2 separate regions of the Gasterosteus aculeatus genome follow, and region 2 is linked to region 1. A link is a contact called in public Hi-C data. All regions are on one chromosome and are shown on one strand. Each heading gives the region's core, a stretch centred on a gene start, on an enhancer-like site or on the middle of the called end of the contact. The rest is flanking DNA. Distances are from core to core; before and after follow the strand shown. Region 1 overlaps arhgap35a (Rho GTPase activating protein 35a). Region 2 holds the start of ap2s1 (adaptor related protein complex 2 subunit sigma 1).

Evidence for each region. Hi-C and Micro-C count contacts between places; a contact is called where the count stands out from the background.
Region 2: a contact with region 1 is called in a Hi-C map of liver, with 6 times the contacts expected there. The contact joins the promoter of ap2s1 here to the enhancer-like site in region 1. A contact is called at or near these places in 6 of 6 Hi-C or Micro-C datasets (blood and trunk muscle, liver, skeletal muscle and 2 more).

The regions. Positions count from the first base shown.
Region 1 is chr1:10,158,051-10,163,904 of fGasAcu3.hap1.1, forward strand. arhgap35a (Rho GTPase activating protein 35a) reads right to left here. Exons shown (of 7, transcript XM_040173613.2): 5 at 5,665-5,796; 6 at 4,287-4,392; 7 at 1-3,960. The coding sequence ends at 3,468. Among protein-coding and RNA genes, the nearest start is that of npas1, 26 kb to the left of the region's middle. Within about 2 kb of position 2,626, at least 7 of the 9 cell types and tissues checked have open chromatin away from gene starts, as enhancers often do. A contact at or near this core is called in liver, where this site is marked.
Region 2 is chr1:10,206,766-10,212,810 of fGasAcu3.hap1.1, forward strand. ap2s1 (adaptor related protein complex 2 subunit sigma 1) reads left to right here and starts at 4,585. Exons shown (of 5, transcript XM_040174018.2): 1 at 4,585-4,846; 2 at 5,434-5,583. The coding sequence starts at 4,844. arhgap35a (Rho GTPase activating protein 35a) reads right to left here and starts at 2,184. Exons shown (of 7, transcript XM_040173613.2): 1 at 1,413-2,184.

The DNA of each region.
Region 1 (5,854 bases), core at 1,376-3,875:
ATGATACAGATCACATAAGGCCTTGCTGTATACACCATTCCCATTGAGACAAATTACCATACTCAGCAAATAATGACAGTTTTTTTTGTTTGATGTTATCTTTCACTTTACAGTACTTCATTTATTTTTTATTATTTTCTTTTCTCCCATTATTTCTTTATATTTGTTTATCATCATCTTAAATAGTGAGAGTTGTGGAGCCCTCTTCCGTGGTTGGGAAGTAATCATGCACTATACTGGGCTGCTCTCTCAATCGTTCACAAAGAAATTGTTAAAAAAAAAAGCTTTGTATTTTTTAATTATTAAAATAAAACGTAAAAAGGATTTTTTTCTATCACCACTGACTAAAGGGCAATGTGTTAGACCCCCTAACATACCAATAAACAACCATTTGAATATAGTTTTGCTTGTTTCTCATTTTAACTTAACAGACATCGGTCACCATTGTTGCAAAAAAAAAAGAAAAGAAGAAAAAGCCACATATCGCTGAACCAAAGTCACATTTTTAATTCAATTGTTCTTCTAAACTGTCACTTTGCTTCCCATCTCTTTCTCGACCCTTTTTTCCCCCCACACAGTCTTTGGCTGCCTCACAGTCAGTTCAGTATTAACACATTGATATACACAAGGAACGCCACTGGCGGGCGTTCACACACACACACACAAGTACCAGTGGTCTCCCCCCCTTCCTCCCTCCGTCTCCCATATAATGATCCCATTCACCCTTTTGCTGCCTGTCTTTCCTCCCTCTAACCCCCCCAGCTCTCCTCCGTGTCTCCCACACTTTCAGCGGATCAGTGTGTGTAATCTGGACGAGCTAACAGGGTTACACAGCGGGGTACTGACCGCAAGGAGAACTGCATTCCTCTCCTTCACGTTTATTTGGATCACACGGGTGTCTGGCCGACTCCAGAGCATGTTCGCTCGAATTCACCCGACCAAAAACATGTTCATGATTCCTCTACCCTCTAATCCCCCCCCCCACACACACACACAGTAAGTAGGTAGTGTTGACTTCTAAAGTTCCTTTAAGAGTTCAGTGATTGGTTAAAGGTTTTTGTTTTGGGCAGAGGACAGTCTGGGGAGACGTGCAGAGATGCAACTCTGTGTCAAAGAGAACATGTGACCTCGGTAGGTATCTGCTTAACATTGAGACACGCATAAGTTCACACGCGTGGGCAACTTCTCGAGCTCACAGGGACACATGTTTGCGCGCGCGCGCGCGCGCACGCGCGCACGCACGCACACGCACGCACACGCACACACACACACACACACACACACACACACACACTTTATAAGCTGATTTGATTCGGCGAGCATCATCGCCCAGCCCCGTCTCACTGGTTTCTACGGTAACAGCAGGCTGGGCAGAGGAATTCTGTGATGCTCCGTTCCAGTCATGCAGACGGATGAATGGACTGTCTGTTCTGACCGCGGTCTCTCCCAGAACTAAGTGTCCCTCTTGGACAAGGACCGACTAGGCAATGCAGTGGCATAACAAGGCGATGGGGGGGGGGGGACCCTTGCAAATTTATATTTTGAGTGCATTGACAGCAAGTTTGAGACTCCCTTCCAGAGGTATCGTTCTGTTTCCTAAGAGGGCAGCGTGTTACTTCCAACAATAAAACGCCTCCTTTCCCAGCGGTCAAAACCCAGGCCTCATTTCTAGCGCTTACTCTCCGGGCTACATTTTGCCTCAATGTCCCAAATCTTTATATGCAACCACTGGCTGGCTGACTGGTTGGCTTAGAGCGCGGTGAAGTGTAAACTAAAAAGACAAGACAGCCTAAATCTAGTTAATCTCAGTTGATTTGTATCCGATTTGAAACTGCAGTTTATTTTTAGTCAAATTCTTACACTTGAGCTCTAAAAGTTGATAATAATCTTTTTGCAGTTGCATCTGACACTAAAACCACAGCAGTATGTGGAAGTCAGGTTTTGGCTGCAATACCCATTTCATCCTACAGATGTCAGCGGTGAGCTGCCAGAGACAGAGGAAAGCCGGTGGACTGACAGTAAAGTGAACGGTGGCTGTCACGTCATAGCAGCTCCAATTTTAAATGTGCCTTCAAAGTGCTCAGAAAGTGCTTTTTGAACAAGGTCCTCACTGGAAACTGCAGAACCGGCTCGCTCGTAAAACCACCACAGCGTGAGAGAAGCAACATGACAGGCGAAGATCTGACAGCGTAATTATTGCCACTATCTGTCGAGTACAGGGAAATCCAGGTGAAACAAAAGGGCATGGATACATGCGCACACAGACATGTAGACTCTCACGCAAAAACGTATACACACACACAAGGCCACGCATTGAGTGACGGGTGTTTTCCCACGATTTTGTCTAATGAAGGACAAAATAAAAATATTTTGGGACAGCGGGAATGCAGAATCAAGATTTAGACCAATACATTTTGCCACTTTTGAATGTTGTTTTTTTTCCTTCTTCATGTGTTTACAAAGACAGTGCATGAGGTTGAAGTTAAAACAAACAGAGAGAGAGCAGCAGGAGACTGGGAGGAGCCTTCCCAGAATGCAAAGGGTGCGAGCACCCATAATCCTCTGCTCCAGTTCACTGTCTAGCAGATCCGGTCTGTTGAGATTTTGTTTTTCCCGTGCTTGGCATAGTGCCTCAATTGAAACTGATTGTGTGTGTGTGGATGCGTGTCTGTGTGAGGGGCTGATGGACAGGAATGTGTGAGTGTGTGTGTGTGTCGCAGAGGACAGAACATCCTGTCGGGTGGGTAGTAACACGTGTTTTTTGCCCAAGTCCTCTGTACAGCAGCCAAATGAACAAACGTGCTTTAAGGACCTCCTCTCTGCTCCACCGTGACCCTGCCACAGCCCCCCGTAGGTAGAGGATGAGGGCGCGTGGCGAAGGAAGCGGCCACAAGGACTCCCAGGACAGCTGAGGGGTTAAGGGGGTTGTCGGAGGCACGCTGGCCACCGAGGGGGGGTTTTCGTCAAAGTGTTTGCGTTACGTCTGTGGTGAAGCAATCACAACGTTGCAGAGTTCACATTCGACTTTCCAATCTACTCCAGAGTCCCTTTATCAGTTACTGGCCACAGTGCACTAGTTAGTGTGTAGGTTCTCTATAAGGCAGGGGCAGGTCTAGGTGCAGTGACACTGAGAGACAGAAGGGTGAAGTGGCGAGAGGGTGGAAAGATCACACTACCAGTTCAGTGTTCCCCATGTCAGCCTCGTGTGTGTGTGTGTGTGTGTCCTTTTTTCTAAAGTTAGCAGAGGCTCAAACGCCCTCTTCTTCTCCCAAGCGCATCGGTTTCTCCCTGTACATACTGCATCTCACTCAATCCCTCCCAACTTATCTTCCTACCTCCGGTTCTCGATTTAAATTTTTCTTCTTCAATTCCATTCCCCAACTTCAAAATCTCTGATCCTTAAACCCTTAAATCTCATCATCCCGTCTTCGTTTTTTTTTCCTTCCCTCCTTCCCTTGATCCCTGGTTCACAGCGTGTGTTGTTCCGTAGGCGGGTGGTGGGGGTGTAGGGAGGGCGGCAGCAGGGCGGGGATGGGGGACTGGGGGGTAACAGGTGGGGAGTGGGGTGGGGACTGATGTGAAAGGTGGTGTTGGTGGTGGTGGTGGTGATGGTGGATAGGAGGGCCGTAGTGCGGAATGACTGGCGGGGTGGCCGGTAGGACATAGGGAGCCGGGGACGGAGTCGGCGGGGAGGAGTAGCCTCCGGCCATGCAGGAGTAGGCCGAAGTCCCTCCCCCGGAGGAGAGCGTGGAGGTGGGGGAGCCGTGGAGGCCGTCGGCCAGCGGCTGATTGTAGAAGAAGTACGCGCACTGGTGGATGAAGCTCTCAATGATTGTCTGGTAGGTGCGGGTGGCGGTCAGGGCGTCCATGGTGGTGAAGTCTGGTCTCATCAGTGTGGGCCAGAAACAGATGGACAGGTTCTCGCTGGTCATAAGGTTCGACTTGTTGTTCTGGTTCACCCTGCGCAACACAAACAAACCAAAAAGGTGAATTAAATGGGCCACAAATCACCACAGTTCACAAAAAAAAAACCTATCGTCTTCCATGGCTTTGTTTGAAGGAGGTAAAAGTGATCTAATATTTGTGTTGGTTGGGAACCACTATATAGTTTTTGGAGCAGAGTCGTCCACAACATACAAATAAAATCCATTTTGCAATCACCCATGAGGGATGTAGCCACTATTCTGTTTCGTGTGCTGGTTTCGGTGATGTCACTGCTACGTCACTTGACCGGCGGGTTTACTCAGCACTGTCGGAGGCCCCTTTTGACCCTGTCCCACACTCACTTGTTCAAGTGGCTGGCGACATATTTGAAGACCTCGTAGTTCTCTTTGGGGAAGCGGCGCAGGATGTCCTTCATCGTCTGGAAGCGCTGCTCCCTGTCGTTGATCTCTGAATGGTGGCAGAGAGAGAAGATGGATGTTAGCGGAGGGAGGAAAGTGTCTCGAAAGAAGAGATTAAGGGAATCTATGGGAAAGACGTCAGGGGAGTGTTAAGATGAGGAGCGCTCGGTGGAGAGGGAGAGCGGGCGGAAGAGCAATACAATGGAGAAGAGTTTTAGGAGCACGGGGAAAGCTATTGGATTCAGCTCCCCAAAAAAAACGACCAAAGAAAAAACAAAACAGTGCAGGACAAAGTTAACTCAGCTTTCAGTTTCATGAAAAGTCATGGAAACATACACATTCAAAATGAAAATGAAGTTACATTTCAAAAAAGAAAGAAAATAATCAGACAGCCACACATTCCATAGGAGCATAACATCACAATGTCCTACAGCACACAGCAACTCGCACACAAACACACACTGGGTGTGCAAAGCCTGATGGCAGCGAGGAGTGAGTCAAAAAAAGCTGACGTCACCGGCTAACAGTCCATCCTGTGTGTGTGTGTGTGTGTGTGTGTGTGTGAGCGAGGCAGAGCGCGCAGCAGTGGGAACAGCAGATGTTCTCGGCCACATCACAACCATGATTTACAATCAGAGAACTTGGTTTTGTATTCCCACAATGAGGTCAGTTTGGATCAAAAACAGATTTCATGCGTAATGACTGAACGCGGCGCCAGTTCCTCCGGCTGTACGTCCATCATCGGCAACCAAAACATAACTCGCTACAGCTTATTTAAAGTAACGTCACCATGACGGCGTGCAGCCGCCCAGCTTTTTTGCACTCACTTTCTCCACCACTCACGCGTGAAGCAAAGAAAATGCAGACTATTTTAGACCGAACGAAGGTTTTCGCGTCGCTAAACTTTTCCCTCTGTTGTTGCACGGACTGCGGAAGCTTCATCGGGTCTCTCTAACGGCTCAAGAGGCTCTCTGGGGCCGTTAATATAAATAAATAAATAACACTCACAGAGCTCAGGGAGTGACAGTCACTTTGCGGCGGGGGGGGGTTAAATCTCTCCGCCCCGATGCAAGACTAAGCTACGCCTTAAATCTCCATTCCAACAGATTACAGGACACAAAGAGAAAAGGAGAGGCGGCGGAGAGCTCAGGAGCACCCTGGTTTGTCTTTCTTATGAATTCATTAGATCAGCGCCGTCCGCGCTGCTCCCGCATCCCTTCAGCATGTGCAATCGTCCCAAAATGCTCCTTCCTCAAACCTGACACGTCTACTCCTCCATCCCCTTTTTACATCTCTGTTTTTGCAGAGGCGAAGGACTTACTGAAGGCCTCCACCAGCTCTCCCTGCATGTTGTACGGCACCAGAGGCTCGGGTAGCTCGGAGAAGAAGGCCTTCATTGCTCCGGCCACTGTGTTCATGGTGAAGTCTTTCTCCACCAGGTCCAGGTTGTGGTCTGGAAAATTGAAATAGGAGGAAGTTAAAAACACATCACAATTTGACATGCACACAGT
Region 2 (6,045 bases), core at 3,335-5,834, 51 kb after region 1:
AAAAACCAGCAAACGCAGGGACTTGTCAACTTATTGCTTTGGTCAGGATGTTAAATCGTAAATCCACTACACGGGTCCTGTTTTTAGAAAATGTCCCCTCCATCTGGGAATGACACAGCAGTACAGGCCACAGCCCTGGCTGTGTGAAGGCCATATCACAAATCTACACAGATATTCCCCTCCTAATCCCTTCCTTCGAAGTCCTTCACAGTCAATCTTAAATCAATACCCCAGCGGCGGCTAGAAAGACCACTTTAAAATGAAAGTACTGAAGTCCGGCGGAAGGACTGCGAGAGAAAAAAGGGAGTGGCTGGCAGGGCAATGACCACTTTGAGTCGTGGACACACCGATGACAAGTTCTGGCACAGAAATAGATTAATAGTGGCTCTAATTGTTATCATTATTAGGTCACCTTGATCGGCCTGTCTCTACCTTGTCCGAGACCATTAAGGGGTTGACGAGCTCTGTCCATCCAATCCAGTTGGATATAGATCTAGATAATTAGTAGATATGACCACATGTATACGGCACATCCTGTCTGCGAAGATTTTAAGTCACTTGTGTGACAGGTTAAGTTTACCAGGAGCACAGGACAGTTACTCCTCAGCAGGGCGTTCGCACATTCTACCGCCGTGTCACCAGGAAGCACTTCACATGCAGCCTGCAAAGTTAGTGGGACATTTAACAGAAAGAGGGAAACACATCTTTCAAAACAACTCCAAGGTGCAAGAGCTTAAATCCTGATGTTAAAACTGGTGAGGGCTATGGTTTGTGGCTACTAAATAACTACAACATGACCAAAAACAGAGCCCAGACAGTCTAAATCAGCATTTGATCAGAACATTGACAAACTAATAAAATCAAACAGCTGACAGCAAACACCCCCCCCCCGACGCCCCTTCTACCGATTGAAAATCCGTATTGCTGCTTATATTCCAGGCATCCTGGGGAGTTTCTCCAGGCCTGACAGGACCAATGCATTCCAGGTGTTTTAGTACAAACCATTTTTATGTTTGGATAAGATCCATCTTTATGACCCCCCCCGCCCTCCCCCTCCTCTTTCTGCTCGGTGAACTTCCCGTTTAATAAAAACAAACAGCAGGCACAGGGCAGATGTTGCCTGCGACGGAACCCGTCCGACGCGCACACGCGCGTGCATCGTCATTAGAACAATCGCTGTTATTATTTCTATTAAAGGCTTCAAATCTCCTCCAGCCTCATGGAGGCGGCGCGCGCCTCCCCGCTCCATAATCACCCGGAGACGGTTAACGCCTGAAATAAATTATATATATTTTCAATATATATATATTTATTTATTTATTTATAATGTGTGTGTGTGTATATGTTAGCCTTTGTGTTTCAAAGGGTTCCATTCGCGTGTGTTATTCGGTGCAAAAGAAGAGTCGACATACCACCGCGTCCTCCGCCGCTCGTCCGCTCCTTCTTTCCCTTTTCCTGTCGCTGCTCCTCTCGCTCACAGCCGGGCGAAAGACTTGCTTTTAAATAATAATATATATATTTTTTTTAAAACACGCTCAAACACTTCCTACCAACACTGACATGGATCGCGCTCCGCCGGTTTTTTTCTTCTCTCTCAAATCAGCGGGCTACCTGTGTCCATTGCTTCCCCCAATTAAGTGCTCGTGCTTTCATCGGAGTGAAGTTTTCCAGAAACGAGATGCGTATCTGTGTCTCTGCGAGAGGAGGGAGTGGAAGAAAAAAAAAACCTAAATTTTCGTCAGGGAAAAAAAAATAGCTGTTCCAACTCCGGTCTTTCCCCCCTCGTCTGGAAGCGAGGAGAAAAGGGGTGGAGAGGCTTTGTTAAAGCGCTGTTTCGGTGTGTGTGTGTGTGTTTTTCTTCCCCTTCTTGGTTCACCACCACGTTGTTTTCACCAGTTATTATTTCCTTTGTTGTGTCAAACATAAAGAGTGCGGATGAAACGCGATCAAAAGCCCCCGTCTGCGTTTACCAGAAGCGCCACTTTCAAAGCGCGGCGGATCGTCCCGATCGTCCCGATCGCCCCTCGTCTCCTTTCTCCTCTTCAGCCCCTTGCAGGCGAAATGTGTGACAGCGTGTGGAAGTCGATTTTTTTTTTCTTCACAATAATGGCGGACCGTCTCCCGAATCCAGCATCTGCCCTCCTATTCACAGGGAGGGAGAGAGGGAGGGAGAGAGAGAGAGGGAGGGAGTTGCCCAGCGGTTCATGGACACAATTACAACTGACATTGTTTAGGAAGATTTAGACTATTAGATCTTTTTCCCTCTTATTTTTGAAACACGTTGCATATATTCATTTTTTTCACATTAGGCAAATTTGCCAAACAATTTTTCTGGATATTCTGTTTTTGAGTGCACTTATATTTTGATACTAAAGCAACAGGGGACATTTCCTCATCATGTGATGATTTTTATATTACGTTACTACTTCTCCCTCCACTGATGATGAGATACGTACACTTTGTTTTAGGGTTATATCTTTGGCCTATTAATTAATACAACATTTCAAACTGGATGTGCAATGTCACTGATATGAGAATGCTATTCCTTGTTTCCCTCACTGCAACTTTCCTTTCAGGGCAACACGGTTTCCGAGCAACAGTGATCCTTGGCCCTGTGTCTCACACATTACGTCTCCCAATTGATCCCTGTTTTCCTATGCAGGCTGAAACATTTATCCAACCCATAGATTTTAACAGGACGTGGCTAGATAACTGGTATAAGATTTGTTGAGCCTTTACCAGAGGATTTCAACACCAAAATGTAGCCAGCACGACACAGGGAAAATATTTAACACCTTTTTTTTCTGAGGGGGGGGAAACATTATCTCCAAAACTGGTCACAATTGTATATATATGTTTCCATCCACGTCATATAAGACTGGCTGTGAAGTCTGTCCTTCGATTTCCCGACACAATTAAACATTTTAAGATCCTGAAGTGTTTCTTTTTCTCAGAAAGACAATGCAGCTACTTTCACATAGTGTTTTTCTCAGAAAGACAATGCAACTATTTTCACATACTTGGAGAAATGTCTGTGAGAGGACAACTTCCTGTACCAACAGCACAAACGGATAGCTCGTGTCTCGTGTTGTTCTTCTCTCTCGGAATGTCACCTCTTATCTACCCGATAGTCCACCCTTTCTGGTGATCTACATTCCGTCTAATATCAGAGCAAATACTTCCCAGGGATGAAAAACCTCAGTACATGTGTATGTATTGATTTGAAATTGAAGTGTATTGTTAGTCGAGGTAAATGGCAAAACTAAAAGTAAATACGTTAAAAAGTAATTATTTGTAGGTATATTTTTCTTACATGAGTTGTCAAACTATGACGCATAAAGTGCACCATGTGTACTTTGACAGTTTAAAATGTGACCCACTGTTAAATAAATAGTCAGTCAGGGTTCAAGGTGCACTGCCCACTGTTTGATAAAGTCCACACACTTCTGTCCGATCACATTACTGACTGTGTCCTCAGTCATATTTGCACGACCCCAATCACACAGAGCATGATTAGTGGGGGTCAGTTTTTCCTCTCGAACAATCTGCATAGGTTTCATATCCGTCTCTCCCACCAGTGTTTTCTTTACATGGGCCAGACCCGGTCATACAACTTGGTCTTTTAGCTATTAAATTACAACACAAACGGGTATTTGTGCTATTCGGTTTTCATGTGAAGGTTACAACATGCTGTGCTTTTATTACCGTAGACACACCAGAATCAAAACACAGCTGGAACATGAAGGAAAGGGTATGTTTATTGCTAATTCGCTGGTTGGTTTTGCCTTCCCCTTTGTATTTGTAGCAGAAATATTAATGGGTCCCGAGAGCAAGCACATTCCTTCATCCACAATTGTGCAATCCCTGACAATCACAGTTTCCCCATCCCCCACTGACCCCCTAAAAAACCCTGAATGCTCCAAGAGGCAAGCTGTCCAAGCTGCCTGGGCAATGTTCTGCAGTGAATGGCTGCCCAGCTAGACAAGTAAACAAACCCTGAGCCCTGACTCTGCAGAAAACACCCACAAACGATGTAACTTCAAGAGGTGGAAAGATGTCTTATTTTATACAGTGTATGAAAGTTATTTGGAGCATAACCACACACAAGCGCGCTTGCTCGCTCACTCGCACGTGCACACACACACACACACACACACGCACGCACACACACAAACACAGAGGCAAACGCGCACACACACACACACACACACACACACACACACACACACACACACACACACACTATTGTGAAGAATTTGCTGATATACCGTTCATAAAATGAAATACAAATAAACATAAATATGTATACAGCGTATATATTTTTTCTTTTGGTGTTGTAACACTGTAAAACGGATGCTGTTAAATATGTTAATACATGTTAAGCCGGACAATAGTATTGAGTTCCATTTCCATATAACCTTCAGTTTCCTCAAAAACAGAAGTGTTAAGACTGATTGAGATATGTCGATGTTTTATAATGTAATTTTTATCTATAACTACAGTTTTTTGGAATTCGTATAAGAATCTACATTTCAACATTGTTCTGCAATATAAAAGAAAAGAGTTTATCATGTGATCCAAAATGCCATTCAAGTGAAGAAACTACGGAGGGATGCTGGTTCTTGAAGTGCAACATGACCTCCGAGTAGCTCTAAATATCACGATGTAAACTACTCTCCCCATCATGCACCGCAGCTCACTAATGGTGTTCACTTCCTGTTAGCTCGGGCAAGATAGCGGACGAGCGGTCGAAGAAATTACTGATGTATTTTTGAACAAATCCTCTCAAAATTCTTCGGGAACGTGCTATTCTGGAGCGTGCCAGGTCCATATTTAGGAGACAATGGTAAATATGTCACATATGAACAGCATTTGTTTCCAATAGTAGTCGTGTTTTACCGCTGGTTTGCTAGCAGTTGAGAGTTGGCTGGATAACGTCTTCATTCAGTCAGTTAGAAAACGTTAGCCAGTCAGCTAGCAGGTGAGCTTACTTACCGTAGCAAGCTAAAGCCTCAGATCGGAAATCACAATGTTTTATCACTGACACCGACAAGCACGTCGCTCAAAAGTCCGGCAATCATTTTGACTTCTTTCACAATCTTGCTGTCAACCAAAATGGGTGTGGTTTAGCTACCGCGAGCTTACACGTTAGCTAAAGCTTAATAATAAAATACTGCAGATGTATTAGATAACCGTTACTCACATGTAGCTAGATAGTATTAGCTTTGTTTAATTGTAGACGAGTGAAAGCCAATAACCAACAAAGTAACACTAACGTTATATAACGCTAGTCTAATATTTCTTCTCTATGAAGTAACGTAACGTTATCTTTTTTTCAAATGACTTAACGTTAGACCTCTGGGACGAGTAACGTTGGACTAGTTCTGTCGTAATCTCACCGTGTCACTTTTCATTTTCTAATTTTTTGCACAGATCCGCTTCATCCTCATCCAGAACCGAGCAGGGAAGACACGACTGGCCAAATGGTACATGCAGTTCGATGATGATGAGAAGCAGAAGTTGATCGAGGAGGTGCATGCTGTGGTAACAGTCAGAGATGCCAAACACACCAATTTTGTGGAGGTATGTGATTATTTAGTATCATATGTATCGATCCACCGTTTTATTTTTCTGGGTGATTCTGTGACCTTAAACAGTATGTTCCTATGTTCAGTTAAACCAGAACGTTGTTATAAATACCGTCGGAATGATCTCACTGGAACCATGCCGTTGTTAATACTTACTGTTATGGCTTCTTAGTAAAATTACAGGGGGATTGATGAGTGTCCCACATTGTTAACGTTTTCCACTAGCTACTTTTAAACAAATCCTCTTTCAAAGAAAATAAAATTCAGCCAATGGATGGTGTTCTGGTAAACGTCAAAACAGAATAAAAATCCTCGTCTACTGACAAGTTTTATGATGCGTTTTTATTTCCAAGGTAGTCAGTATATGATGCACTGGGTGAAGCTGGGAAGCTTCTTGCCAGGCAAAGCTGCTGTTGTCACAATACGAGGGAAAAAGTTGTAAAGAAGATTTTCTTTT